Linked DNA regions of Anser cygnoides: region 2 is linked to region 1. Evidence: chromatin contacts called from public Hi-C data. All regions are on one chromosome and are shown on one strand. The core of a region is the stretch at or near the end of the contact, and the rest is flanking DNA. Distances in the headings are between cores, read along the strand shown. Region 1 holds the start of PPARD (peroxisome proliferator activated receptor delta). Region 2 holds the start of PIM1 (Pim-1 proto-oncogene, serine/threonine kinase).

Region 1 (6,799 bases), core at 1,544-4,043:
GACCCTGGCACAGCTCACGGCCCCGTGAGATCCTCAGGCAGAGGCGGGTCCGGGGAGGGTGCCAAACACTGGTTTCTACTGGGAAGGAAATGGGCTGGGTGGAAATGCACCGATGGGAGACCTCCTCCACCTCTGACAGCTCCATTAGCTCAATCTCTTCCCTGATCGGGCGTCAGGACAGGTACCACACCTAGGCCGGGAGGAAAAGGGCCACCTCCGCCCATCTCTGCAGCTCCGTGCGGCAGCCTTGTCTCAGGGCTGTGTGCCCTGTGCTCAGCCCCCAGGAGACGCTGGGTCGTGCCCTGGTGGTGAAAAGTGCCATTGCTTCTCCCCACCTCTTGGGCTGCGTCGTCTCTCCTTGCAGCAACTCAGCGGAACATTGCTTTTGCTCCTAGCAGCTGCGTTCCCATGCAGCAGAATGTTATATGTTAATTGCCGCAAGGACAGGCGTGGAGGGAGCAGTGTCAGCACCTGCCCTGGATCGGCCGCCAGGTCTGGATGTGCCCGGGTCTGTCTCACCCTCCCGGAGCGGCCGACCTGGAGCTTGCCTAAGTCAGCAGCAGGCACACGTCGCCGGTGCGTGCGCCGGTGCCTCGGACTAAGAATTACCCCCTGCAGAAGGGTCAAAAGGAGAGCTCGCAGAGGTTTTGGGGACACGGTGGGTCTCTGCTCTTCCCCCTGCCTGTCCCTGAGACCGTCCCCGCACCAGTGGGGGTGTGGGGGGGTCTCCTGTGGGAAACCCGCAGCTGCCCAGGGTAACACCACCACGGGGGGTGTGTTTGCAGTGGCCCAGCCACTCCCCACATGAAGGTTTAGTGGGTGACGCTGGCAGTAGGGTGATGCTCGGACCAGATGATGTTGAAGGGCTTTTCCAACCTTAACGTTTCCAGCATTTTATGATTCTGTTACCAGGTCAGCAGCTCTGCCGACACCCCCCTGTCCATCACCCTTGTCCAGGGCTTGCACATTTGCAGGAATCTTTAATTACTGCATTAATGAGGGACACCGTGAGTGCTGTGCTGCTTCCTGAGCACCCGTAGCGGGCACAGAGCCCGTGTTTTACAAACACGCCGCTCATCCCAGCAGCCGCTGCTGCGGTTTGCCTTGGGCGTGAGGGTGTAAAGCCTCATCCAAGCCCTCAGCTATGGTGTGAGGGCACAAAGCTCGCCCTGCACAAAGCAGGCAGCCGACGTGTCCCCAGGAGGGGCGGAAAGCGGCACACAGGGCGTGCTGGGGAGGGCAGGAGGAACCCCACAGCCCTCACCACAACCCCGCCGCCATTTTGCGCCTCCCCCCCCCCCCCCGCCTTCCCTTCCCGGCGCGCCCCGCGCTCCGCGCCTACATTTCCCATCAAGCCCCGCGCCGCGCCCGCGCCCGCCAGGGGGCGCCGAGCGACGCGGGCGCGGGGCGGGCTTGGGCCGTTGCCGTGGCAACGCGGCCCGGACTTGCCGGCGGCGCTGATTGGCTGCGGGGCGCTGGGCCGGGCGGTGGCGTCAGGGCGGGCGGCGGTGACGTGCGGGGGCGGGGGGGGCGCCGGCGGCGGAGCTGGGGCCGGCGGCGGGAGGTGAGCGGGGGGGGGGGGGACGTGGGGGGCGTGGGGGCAAATGGGGGGCGTAGGGGGAACGGGGGGGCGTGGGGGGACGTGAGGATGTGGGGGGGAAATGGGGGGTGTAGGGGGCGTTTGGGGGACGAGGGGGTTTGGGGGGACGCGGGGGGCGTGAGGGGGACGTGAGGGTGTGGGGGGGGCATGGGGGGGTGAGGGGGAACGGGGGGGTGAGGGGGGGTGGGGGGGGGACGTGAGGATGTGGGGGGATGTGAGGGCTTGGGGGGGACCTGGGGGGTTTTGGGGGTGTGGGGGACGTGAGGGTGTGGGGGGGGATGTAGGGGACAAGGGGGGGTGTGGGGGGCACGGGGGGGTGTGGGGGGTGGGGGGGGTTTGGGGGACGTGAGGGTGTGGGGGGATGTGAGGGCTTGGGGGGCACCTGGGGGGTTTTGGGGGGGGGTGAGGGTGCGGGGGGGGATGTAGGGGACATGGGGGGGTGTGGGGGGCACGGGGGGTTGTGGGGGGTGGGGGGGGTTTGGGGGACGTGAGGGTGTGGGGGGGACATGGGGGGGACCTGGGGGTGAGGGGGGGGGCGTTGGGGGGGCGTGAGGGTTTGGGGGGGGCTGGGGGATGAGGGGGGTTTTGGGGGGTGTGAGGGTTTGGGGGGGATATGGGGGGCAGGGGGGGGTTGGGGAGCACGGGGGGGGGGACAAGGGGGGTTTGGGGGACGTGGGGGTGTGTGGGGTGACATTGGGGACAAGGGGGGGTGTGGGGGGGTGACAGTGGGGATGGGGTGGGTGTAGGGGTGTGGGGGGGGACGGGGGGGGCTCTCTGAGGGTGACAGGGCCCTGGGGGGGTCCTGGGGTGGGGTGTGGGGGGGTAAGGATTGGGTGCAGGGGCAGCTGGGTGACATCGGGGTGCGGGCGCTGCTTCTCCTCGGGGAATCGGGGAGAGGAGAGGGAGGGAGGGATGGGGGGGGGACGTGGTGAGGACAGGGTTGGGGGGCGAGGATGAGGACGGGGGGGGCCCATCCCCAAGGGCAGGTGTTGAGGAGGAGCCACCCGCTGCTTTCCGGGGCTGGGCTGCGAGGAGGAGAAGCTGGGGGCCGGGTGGCTCTGTGCCGGGATCCCCCCCCACCCCGGGGGTCCCAGGGGGCTCGTGGGCAGCACCTCGGTGGTCACGGAGGGGGGGGGACAGAGCCGGGGGGCTGCTGGCGGGGGGGGGGCTGTGGGGTGCCCAGCTCGGGGCCAGCAGCGTGGCTTGGCCATCGGGTGGGGACCCGGCGATGCCACCCCGTGCTCTGCTCCCCTTCCCGCTGCTGAGATCCTAAATAAAGGATTTTTATCGAGGAAAAAAAATATTTAAAAAGGGCAGAGAAAGCGCAGGGGCAGCTCGTCCCCGGGGAGGACGCGGTGCCCGAGGGGCTCAGCACCGCGCCGCGTCTGCGACCGCAGCCCAGTGCGGCGGGGCGGTGCTGGCTGGGCTGACTCCAGCTCCTAATTAGCCTAAAAAGCGCTCGTTAAAAAAAAAAAAGAAAAAAAAAAAGTCCTAGGTGAAAGGTAAAGCAGCGTGCAGAAGTAGGTGGCGGGACCTCTAAGCAAGCCCTGATTTAATTTTACCTCCTGCTTCCCTCCTTTGTTTTGTTCTTCCCACCTGCTGCGTTTTTTTTCCTTCCCTGTTGGCCCCCCCGGAGCCCTGTTATTGCGAACGGGGACCCGGGGGTCACTCTGAACTGCCGTTACCTCCCCTGTGTTGTGTGCTCGGAAGGGCTTCTCGCCTTGTTGCGCTTTCGAAAGCTTCTGCGCCGCCCGACTCCACCTCAGCCGAGGTTTAACTGCCCTGGTTGTTTATGATCAGAGAGGCTCCGAGGCGTTTAGAGAAGCCAGTGAATCGGGGTTCAATCCCTATTTACGAGGTAGGTGTGTCTGAGCGTCCCTGGGTGGGAAATCGAGGCGCGGAGGTGGCTGAGGGCGCAGCTTGGCTGGGGCCAGGAGGGGACAGGAGGGGACAGCAGCCCTCTGCGGCGTCCCCGGAGCATGCGGCGGCCGTCGACTGCGGTGCTTCGAGTGGCTTCGGGCAGCCTCGCCGGGTAACTCGCCTCCTCCGTCCGGCCTTGGCCGCCGTCCCTTCAAAATCTGTGCCGGGAAGCCTCGTGCTCGCTGGCAGATGTCAACCGGGGGGGAAGGAGGCGGTGTGGTGAGCCCCTGGGTGCTGGGGACCCCTCTGGGCAGGGGCTGGGGCTTTTCTGGAGCCCCCCGGGCAGGGATTGGGGCTTTGGAGCCCCCCATGCAGGGTTTGGGGCTTTGCTGGGAGCCTCCTGTGCAGGGATTGGGACTTTGGAGCCCCCCGGGCAGGGGCAGGGGCTTCACTGGGAGCCCCCCGTGCAAGGTTTGGGGCTTTTCTGGAGCCCCCCATGCAGGGATTGGGGCTTTGGAGCCCCCCATGCAGGGTTTGGGGCTTTGCTGGGAGCCTCCTGTGCAGGGAATGGGACTTTGGAACCCCCTGGGCAGGGGCTTCACTGGGAGCCCCCCATGCAGGGACAGGGGCTTTTCTGGAGCCCCCCATGCAAGGTTTGGGGCTTTTCTGGAGCCCCCCGTGCAGGGATTGGGGCATTGGAACCCCCCGGGCAGGGACAGGGGCTTCACTGGGAGCCCCCCCTGCAGGGATTGGGGATTTGGAGCCCCCCGTGCAAGGTTTGGGGCTCTTCTGGAGCCCCCCGTGCAGGGCCGGGGGCTTTGCAGGCGTCAGACACGCGGGCTCAGGGCAGCACCAGCCGTGCCCGATGCAGCAGGACCGAGGGCACGGCTGCGGTCAGCCCCGTAAGTCATCCCACATCCCGCGTCTGGTTTGTGACCCACTCCTCCCTCCTCCTGCTCTCTTTTTTTTTTTTTTTTTTCCGCGACTTCCCTCGCTGCCTTCAGCGGGGAATCCTTTTCCCCGTGAGCTCCCCGGGGCTCCCAGGGAGGGACGCGCCGGCAGCTCCCCGCTGAGCTGGTGCAAGCGCTGCCCGTGGGCACGCCCCGGCAGTTACCTGCGAGCAGGGCAAGGTGAGCCCGCAATTCGCTCCGAATTCCCGGCTCCGCCGCGCGCTGGGAGCGAGCTCGGGGTGTGATTCCTGCGCTCCCCGTGCGTGATTCATGCGCTCGTTGACACCGTCAACTTTTGTCACCGAGTCAGGGACGGGTTTTATTGCCGGTGGAGGTGAAGAAAGCCTGCTCCTGATGCGCCAGCGGGGCTGTAATGACTTTATTACCTCCCCTCACCAGGAAGGGGAACAAAAAGCCTTGTCTTGGGTGTCTGGGAAAAACCCCTTCCGTTCCAGGGGGGGGGACCTGCTGCAGCCGTAACGTCCTGCCGGTTTTATGGCCCCGCGCAGCAGAGGGCTGGGTGCTGGACCTCTGCCCCTTCACGTGGGCACGCGGTGATGCTGCGGCTCAGCCCCTTCCCTGCAGCACGGGGACAATTGCTTCCTTCAAGTTTGGTGTGTTGTTTTTTTTTATATATATATATTTTCTGTATTTCTGTTTCTGTATTTCTACTGCTCCGCGGGACAGGCGTTGTTTTACTGGCCCTCACACTTCGTGCCATCCCCTGGAGGTGCCTGGGGCTGCTCGGCCACGTAGGAAATGCCCTTCATACCCACCCTAGAAGCCTCTCCAGGAGCACGAGGCTTTGAGGGGCAGAGGATTTCCTTCCTTTCTTCCTGCCGTGCTGGGCAGGTGAAGCTCCGGGTGCTCGTCGCACGCGGGGTGTGCAGCACGGGGTGGGATTTGGTGCCGTGGGCTCCCCGGCCGGCGCTCGGCGGCCTCGCGGGTCTTGTTGCCCTGAAAGAGGCAGCGATAGGAGCGGGGCTTTTCCAGGGGGGTGGGAGGAGCAGCTGAGCCTGTGTCACGGCAGGGAGGGTACGCGGGTTCAAGTAGCATCATGTTCACAACATCTTTGTTTAATGCGTTAGTCCAGTTAGTCTGCATAACTGTGTCTAAAAATAGAGCATATTTTCTGTAAGTCCTCCAGGTCAGCCCCAGAAGCCGTGGTGGTTTTTGTTTTTTTTTTCCAGCGGTGGTCTCCTACTGCTCTCCTGTCTGAAATTAGCGCTATTCGCCACCTTAGCAGCAAAACCAGGAGGGGTGAGCTCCGTCAAATCCTCCAGTTTCAACAACCCGAGAAAGAGAGGGAGAGAGAGAGGTTCATTAAAATTGCAGGAACTCGCAGGCAGCCTCCAAAAGAGGGATTAAGCGAGCCGAGTAAACAAACGGCCTCGTGGCCACGCCAGCCTTTCCCAGCTGGGTCCGTGCGTTAGCATCGGCTTCGCTCGCGCACGGTGGGGGAAGTCGACCCGTCGAGGTGGCAGCCACGAGGCCGAGGCAGCGTCCCCGTGGGGGTCTCCCGGCTCCTAAAGCCCGAGGAGGGCTCCCGGGCGTCCCTGCAGGGGCGTCGGGGGCTCCGCTCCCGCTGCCTCCCCGCGGCGCCGGGGACTCGCCCCAGCAGATGGTTGCAGCGTGCGGTAGAGGGAGCGTGTGTTTAAATTTCGGAGACGTCGCTGGATCTGTCCCAGTTCTCCCGGCGGCATAAATATCTGGCCTTCGGCGCAGCCGGGGAACTTCGTGTTGTGTTCTCTTTGCAGATTGCTTCGCTGCTCGGCTCTCCGCGCTGACATGGTAACGGGACAGGGGCTTGCACCGGCGGGCAGACGGGGACAGCTGCTGCGGAGAGGTAACCCTTCCCTTTCGCGTGCCTGCCCTTCCAAAATGCTTTCTCTGTTTGTCTTTTAAAAAATTCGGGGTAGGGAAGAGCCCACGGAGGGTGACTTGCTTTCAGCAAGTTTCACTTTTGTCCGCGGGCTTAAACTTTCTCAAGTTTCTTTTTAAATCTGAATTCGGAGACTTATTCCCATTCGGTTTCTGAACAAAATCTTTTAAGGATTTTGCTTAGGAGCCTGCTGTAAGTATTGTGGTCTAATCCCGTTCCTCTGAGCCAGCTGCTGCCTTCGAAGCATAACAACTTCAAATTTGATCAGTTCGCTGGTTTTACGACTGAAATTGCTGCTCCGAGAGTGGGGAGGTCACGTGGGATGAGAGGCTGTGCTTAGGTAAATGTTCACCTACTTATCTGGACACGCGATCTGACACCGGCGCCGATAACATCGCTTGCTGCGTAACTGCCCCAGCAGCCAAAACTCCGCGGCTTACTGCAGAGCTGAAATAGTTTTGGAGGACGTGGCCCGGAGGGCTCAGCTCCTGCCCGTGGGGATGCTGA
Region 2 (6,983 bases), core at 320-2,819, 310 kb after region 1:
ATGCTGGAGCATCCCCCGGGCGCGCGGTCTCACCGTCGAAATCGGTGTAGACGGTGTCCTTGAGGAGGGCGCCGGAGCCGAAGTCGATGAGCTTGAGCTCGCCGGTGGAGAGGTCGATGAGGATGTTCTCGTCCTTGATGTCGCGGTGCAGGACGCCGCAGCTGTGGCAGTGCCGCACGGCCTCCAGCACCTGCTGGAAGAGCCCCCGCGCCAGCTCCTCGGGCAGGGCGCCGCGCTCCGTGATGAAATCGAAGAGGTCCTGCACCGGATCCGGCCGCTCCAGCACCAGCACGAAGCTGTCGGGACGCTCGAACCAGTCGAGGAGGCGGATGACCCCGCGGAAACCCGAGCCCACCTTCTTCAGCAGCAGGATCTCCATCGGCACACGGGTGCCGCCGGGCTGCGGGGACACACGGCGCGGTCAGACCCGGGGTCCCCCCCCCACCCCCCCCGGCCAGGGGGGCTCCGGTGGCCCCCCCAACCCCGCAAGTGCCCCAAGCCAGGGATGCTCCGGTTCCCTCCCCAAGCCCACCCAGACCAGGGATGCTCCAGTGCCCACCCAAGTGCCCCAAGCCAGGATGCTCCGGTGTCCCCCCAACCCCCAAAATGCCAAGCCAGGGATGTTCCAGGGCCCCCCAACCCCGAAAACGCCCCAAGCCAGGATGCTCCGGTGTCCCCCCAACCCCAAAAATGCCAAGCCAGGGATGTGCCGGTGCCCCCCAACCCCAAAAACGCCCCAAGCCAGAGATGCTCCGGTGGCCCCCTACATCCCCCCCCCCCCACCAGGGGGGCCCTGGCTCCCTCCCCAGCCCCCCCCCCCCAAAACAAGGGATGCTCCTGTTCCCCCCCCCCCAAAGCACCCCCATTACGGGGATGCTCCGCTTCCCTCCTGACTCCCCCCCGCCCAGGGATGCTCCGGTTCCCTCCCCGGTCCCCCCCCCGCCCAGGGACCCTCCGGTGCCCCCCCCCCCGGTGCCGGTGCCCCCCGCTCACTCACCAGCTCGCCCCACTCGGAGATGCGGTCCCGGGCCACGTGTTTGATGGCCACCTGCGGGGCAAGGACCGGCGGCTGAGCACGGCGCTCGCCCCCCAGGCCGCCACCAACCCCCCCCCCATATCCCGCCGCTTACCGGGGCGCTGTCGGAGAGGCGGATACCGGAGTAGACCGAGCCGAAGCCGCCGCTGCCCAGCAGCGGGCCCACCTGGTAGAGCTTCTCCAGCGGCTCCTTCTCCTTCCCTGCGGGCGAGGCACCGGGCATCACCGCGCCGCTCCCCAAACCGGCGCCCAACGCCGAACCGAACCCGACCGAACCCAAGCGGGGCTCACCTGGCGGCACCTTCCCGGCGTGCAACTCCCCGCCGGGCCCGGAGCGGAGATGGGCCAACGAATTGATTTTAGAAAGCAGCATCCCGCTCCCGTCCCCCGCCTCCAGGGCCCGAAGCTGACCGGGAGCCAGCGGTGCGGCTCCGGTAACCGGGCAGCGGAGCTGCTGCGGCGGCTGCTGCTGGCGGCCGGGGGAAGCCCCGGGCGGGCGGCGGCGGCGGGGTGGGGTGTGTGGGGGGGGGAGGTGTCGGTGGCGGGGGGGGGGGGTTGGCGGCTGCTCGGCGCGGTGCCGGGCTCCGGTGTGGCGGCGGCGGCCCCGCGCCGGCCGCGGGAGTAGCGGGAGGCGGGGGCGGTCCCGGGAGAGCCGCGGGAGGGGGCGGGGCCCGGCCGGGGCGCGCCGAGAGCCGAGGCCACGCCCACCCCGCGGCCCCCTCAGCCAATAGGGCGCGGCCCCGGGCGGAGGGGAGAGCGCGGCGGGCAACGACGTGGCGGGAAGGAAAAGGCGCCAAAGGAGGAGGGGGGGGGGGGGGAATATGGGGGGGGGGGGGGGGGGGGCGGGAGGGGGAGGGGGCCCTGCGGGTTGGGGCCGGGCGGCCCCGTGGCGGCGGGGCGCTGTGAGGGGATGGGGGGGGGGGGGGGTGCGGCTGGGCTGGTGGGGTGTGCTGAGGGGTCGGGGGGGACAGGGCATCGCCAGGGGGTCATGGTGTCCTGGGGGGGGACAGGGTGTCCTCAGGGGGCCATGGTGCCCTCAGGGTGTCATGGTGTCCTGAGGGTGTCATGGTGTCCTGAGGGGGGGCACAGAATCCCAGAATCAGTAGGGTTGGAGAAGCCCTCCAGGATCATCTGCTCCAACCACCCCCTGCCACCGCTGTCACCCCCTGAGCCATGTCCCCAGGCACCACGTCCAACCTCTCCTTGAGCACCCCCAGGGACGGTGACTCCCCCACCTCCCTGGGCAACCCATCCCAATGCCTGACCGCTCTTTCTGAGCAGAAATGTCTCCTCATTTCCCACCTGAACCTCCCCTGGCACAGCTTGAGGCCATTCCCTCTGGTCTTATCCCTGGTTATCTGCAAGAAGAGGCCGACCCCCAGCTCCCCACACCTTCCGTTCAGGCAGTTGCAGAGAGCAGTGAGCTCTGCCCTGACGTGGCATCGTCAGGGGAGACATGGCGTCCCGAGGGGGGACGCGGTGTTAGCGGGGAGATGACTTTTTCAGGGGTGACAGGGCATCGTCAACGTTGACGTGGCATCCTGAGGGGTAACAGGGTGTCCTCAGGGGGGACACGGCGTCCTGAGGGGGACACCCAGCCGTGGCAGGGCTGACAGGTGCGCCCCCCGCCATCCTGCACCAACTGGGAACCCAACGCGTGCCCGGGTGCCGCCGGCCCCTGCCGGGACCGGCCGAGGGACGCACGGGGTCGCAGGCACCGATCTGACCGCCCGGCCTCCCCCTTCCCATCTGGGCAATGGGAATAACCCCGACGGGGCGGATTTGGGATGCTGGCAGCCCACCAGCTCGCTTCCCATCCATCCGGTGGCACCGCAGCTCTTCCCCTTCTCCAATTCCAGCGAAAAACCCCAAAGCAGCTCCAGCCTATTAATATTATTATTATTTGCATTAAATTTTGCAATTTTCTGGCTCTCACAGCCTCTCCCGGCCGCCCCGCACCATCACAGCCTTTACTTCATCGCTTCCTACGAACCGCAGGCGAACCAGAGCCTGAACTTTTCCCTTTTCTAGTAAAAGTGGAGGTTCCAGCTGGGGGCTCTTGACTAACAGCCTTTTTTTCTTTTTTCTTTTTTTTTTTTTTTCCTTTTCTTTTCCGCAGAAGTCACTGGCTGAAATGCTCCGCCGAGTTCCAGAGATAAGATAAATAATTTACTGGATGGAGGTTTCTGATTACTCACTCTGTTAGCATGTAGAGCAAAGAGCTCCGGCCGCTGGGAGCTGCGCTGCTCCAGCCGGAGCCCATCTGGGCTCCTGCGCCCGAGCGGGACCGAGGAGTTCCCAGCATCCCACACATACTTGTGGGATGAATTGCCGAAATTGAATGGGTTTTACTGGAAACGCTGGTGAGCGCCGGGCTCTTTTCGTATTTCTTTTAAAATAAAAAACGCCGGGACGCCACCCAGCCCAACCCGAGAGCTGCGCGCGGGCGATGCTCGCTGCCTCTCTGAGAGCCGGTGGGAGATGCAGCGCATCCTCCTGCGCGGGTGGGACCCCCCCGAGCCTGGTGTCTGCCCCGCGGGTGACATCCCTGCTTCGGGAAGGCGCGGAGAAATCCCTCACAGCCTCTCTCCCCTTTCGTTGTTTTTATTTTTTTTGTTGTTGTTGTTATTGTTTTTCGGGGTGATGCAAGCTCGGGGTGGAGCAGAGGGCGGGTGGCGCGTTTCTCCTGCCTTATTCCCACCCGAAAGCCTGGGCAGGTTGGGGACGACTGGTTCTGCGAGTCAGCGCCCGGCCATGGGACCGAGTGACTCAGCATCTGCCCCAAACTCATTACCAGATTCCTTGCCCCGATGATGAAAGGTGCCACGCGGGCTGCCCTGGAAACAAGGCCGTGTATTTACAAACAGGGCTCACCCCGGGGGAGCAGCAGGGCTTTCCTGGGGGCTGCCTTCCTCTGGCCTCCTCCAGAGCCGCCGGGGAGGCTCAGCCTCTTCCTCGCCCTGCCCAAACCGCTCATTAGCGTCGAGGGGAGCAGCGCGGCTCGCAACCCGGATGGTTTGGGGCCAGATCATCGCCGTGCGTGAGCCTTGCCCGAGCGCCCATTTCCTGGGTGCTGCGCGGCACCCCTGCCCGCGGGCACCCAGGGCTGGCACCCCGTCTCGGGGGCGATGGGGAGGCGTTTCCCCACGTGGGGCACGGCGCGCTGCCCTATTTCCCAACCGTATCCATCTCCTCCCAGCCACATCTCCGGTTCCCAGAGGACCCCAAGCGGGGCCGGGAGGCAGCCGTTCCCCCGGAGCCCAGCCCACGAGCTCACTTCTCCCTCCCGCCAACCCCAGGCGACGCCGTTGGGATGCGTCAGACATTGGGGTTAACGCGAAGCCAACCTCATCCTGCTTTGCCTTCCTCCGGAGGAATCACCTTTTCCCCCCAACCCTCTTCCGCTTACCGAAAGCCGCCGGGCGCAGCGGAGCGCCCCGCACCTCCTGGCGTGCGTGGGCACACGGCTGGCCCTATGCAGGTGGCCCCAAGAGCCCGGCACCAGCATCCCCAGCCCACGCTGGCTCTTTCCAACCCCTGGGTCAAACCCGAGGCTCGGCACGAGCCCTGGGTGCAGCTCTGGGAGGGGGTTACGTGGGGCTGCGAGGACAAAAAGCCCCGAGGGACCCGCGCCGGGGAGAAGCAGGACCCCGGGGTGCGCGTGGGGCCGGTGGCGGGTCTGCGGGAGAGCAGCTCCCGGCAGACATCAGAAGATCAGTTCTCAGCCTGCAAACAATCCCGGCAGCTTTCGGGCTCTTCAGCAGCATTCCAGTCTAACCAGGGCTGCCTTGCATGATAATCAGGCTTAATTACTGCTTTATCGCTTGATTGCTGTGCTGGGCCCTTGGAGCTGCAGCCTCGCTTTCTCAGTTTACTTTTTGTATTTCCTCCTCTCTCGCCTCCCGCCCTTCCCTGCTGGCACAATTAGCAAATAGGTGACGGTGGGGAGGGCCAGGGCAGTACCCGGGATGAGAGAGGGGCAATTCCCTGCTCTCGCTGGGGCACGGGGGAAGCAGATCTGCACCCTTCGGAGGAGGTTTCCCCCATAAGCGCGGACGAAACAGCGGGGGTCAGAGGCAGGCGGCAGGGAGCACAACCCCATATCAGCCCCGCGAGCATCCCCCTGCGGAGGGGCCGGCCGGGGCACCCCTGCGGGAGGGAGGGGAGGGCGATTACCGCCGTGACACAGAAAGGCCGCGGTTTCCCTCGCATGAGCTTTGAGTCACGGCGTGACCTTGGCTGCGCCTGCCCGCGGCTCGCGGCCGCTGGGGCTCGGTTGCCCGCAGAACCGGCTGGCCCAGGGCGTGGGGCGAGCCCGCGCTCCGAGCGGCGTCGCCGCCTCGCCAGGCGTTGGGAAAGCCCGAAACCGCCGCGCACGGGGCCAGGAAAGGTGCCGCCACCCCGCAGCCAGCGATTCCTCCCCAGAAGGGGCGCGGGAGCTGCCCTCGGCCGGGCATTTTGGGACATCCCCCTCCCCCCCCCCCCCACGTTTGGGGCATCCCCAGCCTGCTGTCACCTTCTTGAGGTCACCCAAAACGCGCCCCGGTGTCTCACCGGCGATGCTGGGCGTGCCGTGAGACGTGTACACGATGCCCGGTGCCACCGCGGTGCCGGGGACACTGCAGGATGCGGCCGAGCCCAGGGCGGATGCCCCCCAAAAAAATCGTGGTCCGTGGGGCTCCAGCGCTGGCTGGGGGCCGCATCCCTCCCCACCCAACCTCTGGGTCCTGGGGTCCCCCAGGACCTTCTGGGACCCCAAAACAGTGGTGACAGCTTGGGACACGCACGTCCCATCCCGGGACCGGCATTCCCCCGGCTAAACCAGCACCTTTGGGCGCCTTGGCCCCGGCTGGGAGCAGGGCGGGAGGAGGAGAGGCGGCGGGAATTTGGTCTTTTCGTCCCTTTTTTGAGTTTTTCCTCCCTCGTCGCTGCTCGCTTTTTAGCGCGGGCTTTTCGGGAGAGGTGCGCGTGGAGCCGGCAGCATGGCTAATCTGCTTTGTGAATGGAGCCGCACGGGGGGCGGCCGAGGGGATGGGGAGGTGGAGAGAGCCGCATTTTTGGGATTCCTTCATCTGGGTGGGCTCCTTCTCCCCAGACTCTCAGGATGTGGGAAATGGAAGATGAAAGGCGCTGCATTTCCAGCCTCTCGGGTTACAATGTCTAAAGCAGAAAAAGGGTGGCTGGGGGTGGTGGTTGGGGGGGGGGGGGGGGGATGCTACAGGGAAACCTGGGTTGGGAAATGGCCCCGGCGAGATTTGGGGCAGGGAAGGGGGCGGCTGGGGCCGAGCCGCTCGTGTTTCACATCACGTCAGGCCTGAGGAATTTCCTCTGCTCTGGGGGTGCCTCGCAGAGAAAGGGGGAGGCTTTAAGGTTAGCCGGGGATGAATAATAGCCAAGAGGCGACGGATTAAAAGTGTTACCCGGGGACTGCTGTTTACAAGCAAAACCCTCTCGCCGAGCGGAGCGGAGGGGAGCGAGGGGCTCGTCGGGGCGGCGCGGGGCACGGAGCCACGTGCTGCGGGGGTCCTGGGGCCGGGCAGCACCCGCGGCCCCTCCGGAGGGGAAAATCCTCGTGCCACCCACCGGGTGCCCTGGGACGGGGCCGGGAGAGGGGCAGGAGCCAGGAAGCAGCACCCGAGGCTTTGGGCACAGGGTTCGTGCCGTGCCGGGGCACGGGGCAGCCCCAGGACCTCCCGGTGTCATCCCACAACCTCGCGGGCCGTGCCCCGGGTCCTGTCCCCATTCCCCTCGGATTCATTTCCCTTTTACTCCTATTTCAGGTGACGCAAGGTCAAGGTGGAACAGAGGGGAAGGAAGCGCGGTCCTCCTGCCGTCAGCCCCTGTTAGGCTCTGCCTCGCACACGACGGCCGCGCAGGGACGGTGGCGGGGTGGGAACGCAGCCCCAGGCTGGGCGCGGGGATGCTGCGGGATCAGCCCCGGCTGCCT

What was found. Hi-C and Micro-C count contacts between places; a contact is called where the count stands out from the background.
Region 2: a Hi-C map of liver shows a contact between it and region 1, with 7 times the contacts expected there. The contact joins the promoter of PIM1 here to the promoter of PPARD in region 1. A contact is called at or near these places in 2 of 7 Hi-C or Micro-C datasets (both in liver).

What each region holds. Positions count from the first base shown.
Region 1 is chr25:1,722,688-1,729,486 of Taihu_goose_T2T_genome, forward strand. It overlaps PPARD (peroxisome proliferator activated receptor delta), which reads left to right and starts at 2,794. Exons shown (of 8, transcript XM_013197018.3): 1 at 2,794-3,458; 2 at 6,168-6,256.
Region 2 is chr25:2,031,662-2,038,644 of Taihu_goose_T2T_genome, forward strand. PIM1 (Pim-1 proto-oncogene, serine/threonine kinase) reads right to left here and starts at 1,570. Exons shown (of 6, transcript XM_066982994.1): 1 at 1,328-1,570; 2 at 1,131-1,237; 3 at 998-1,048; 4 at 34-400. The coding sequence starts at 1,409.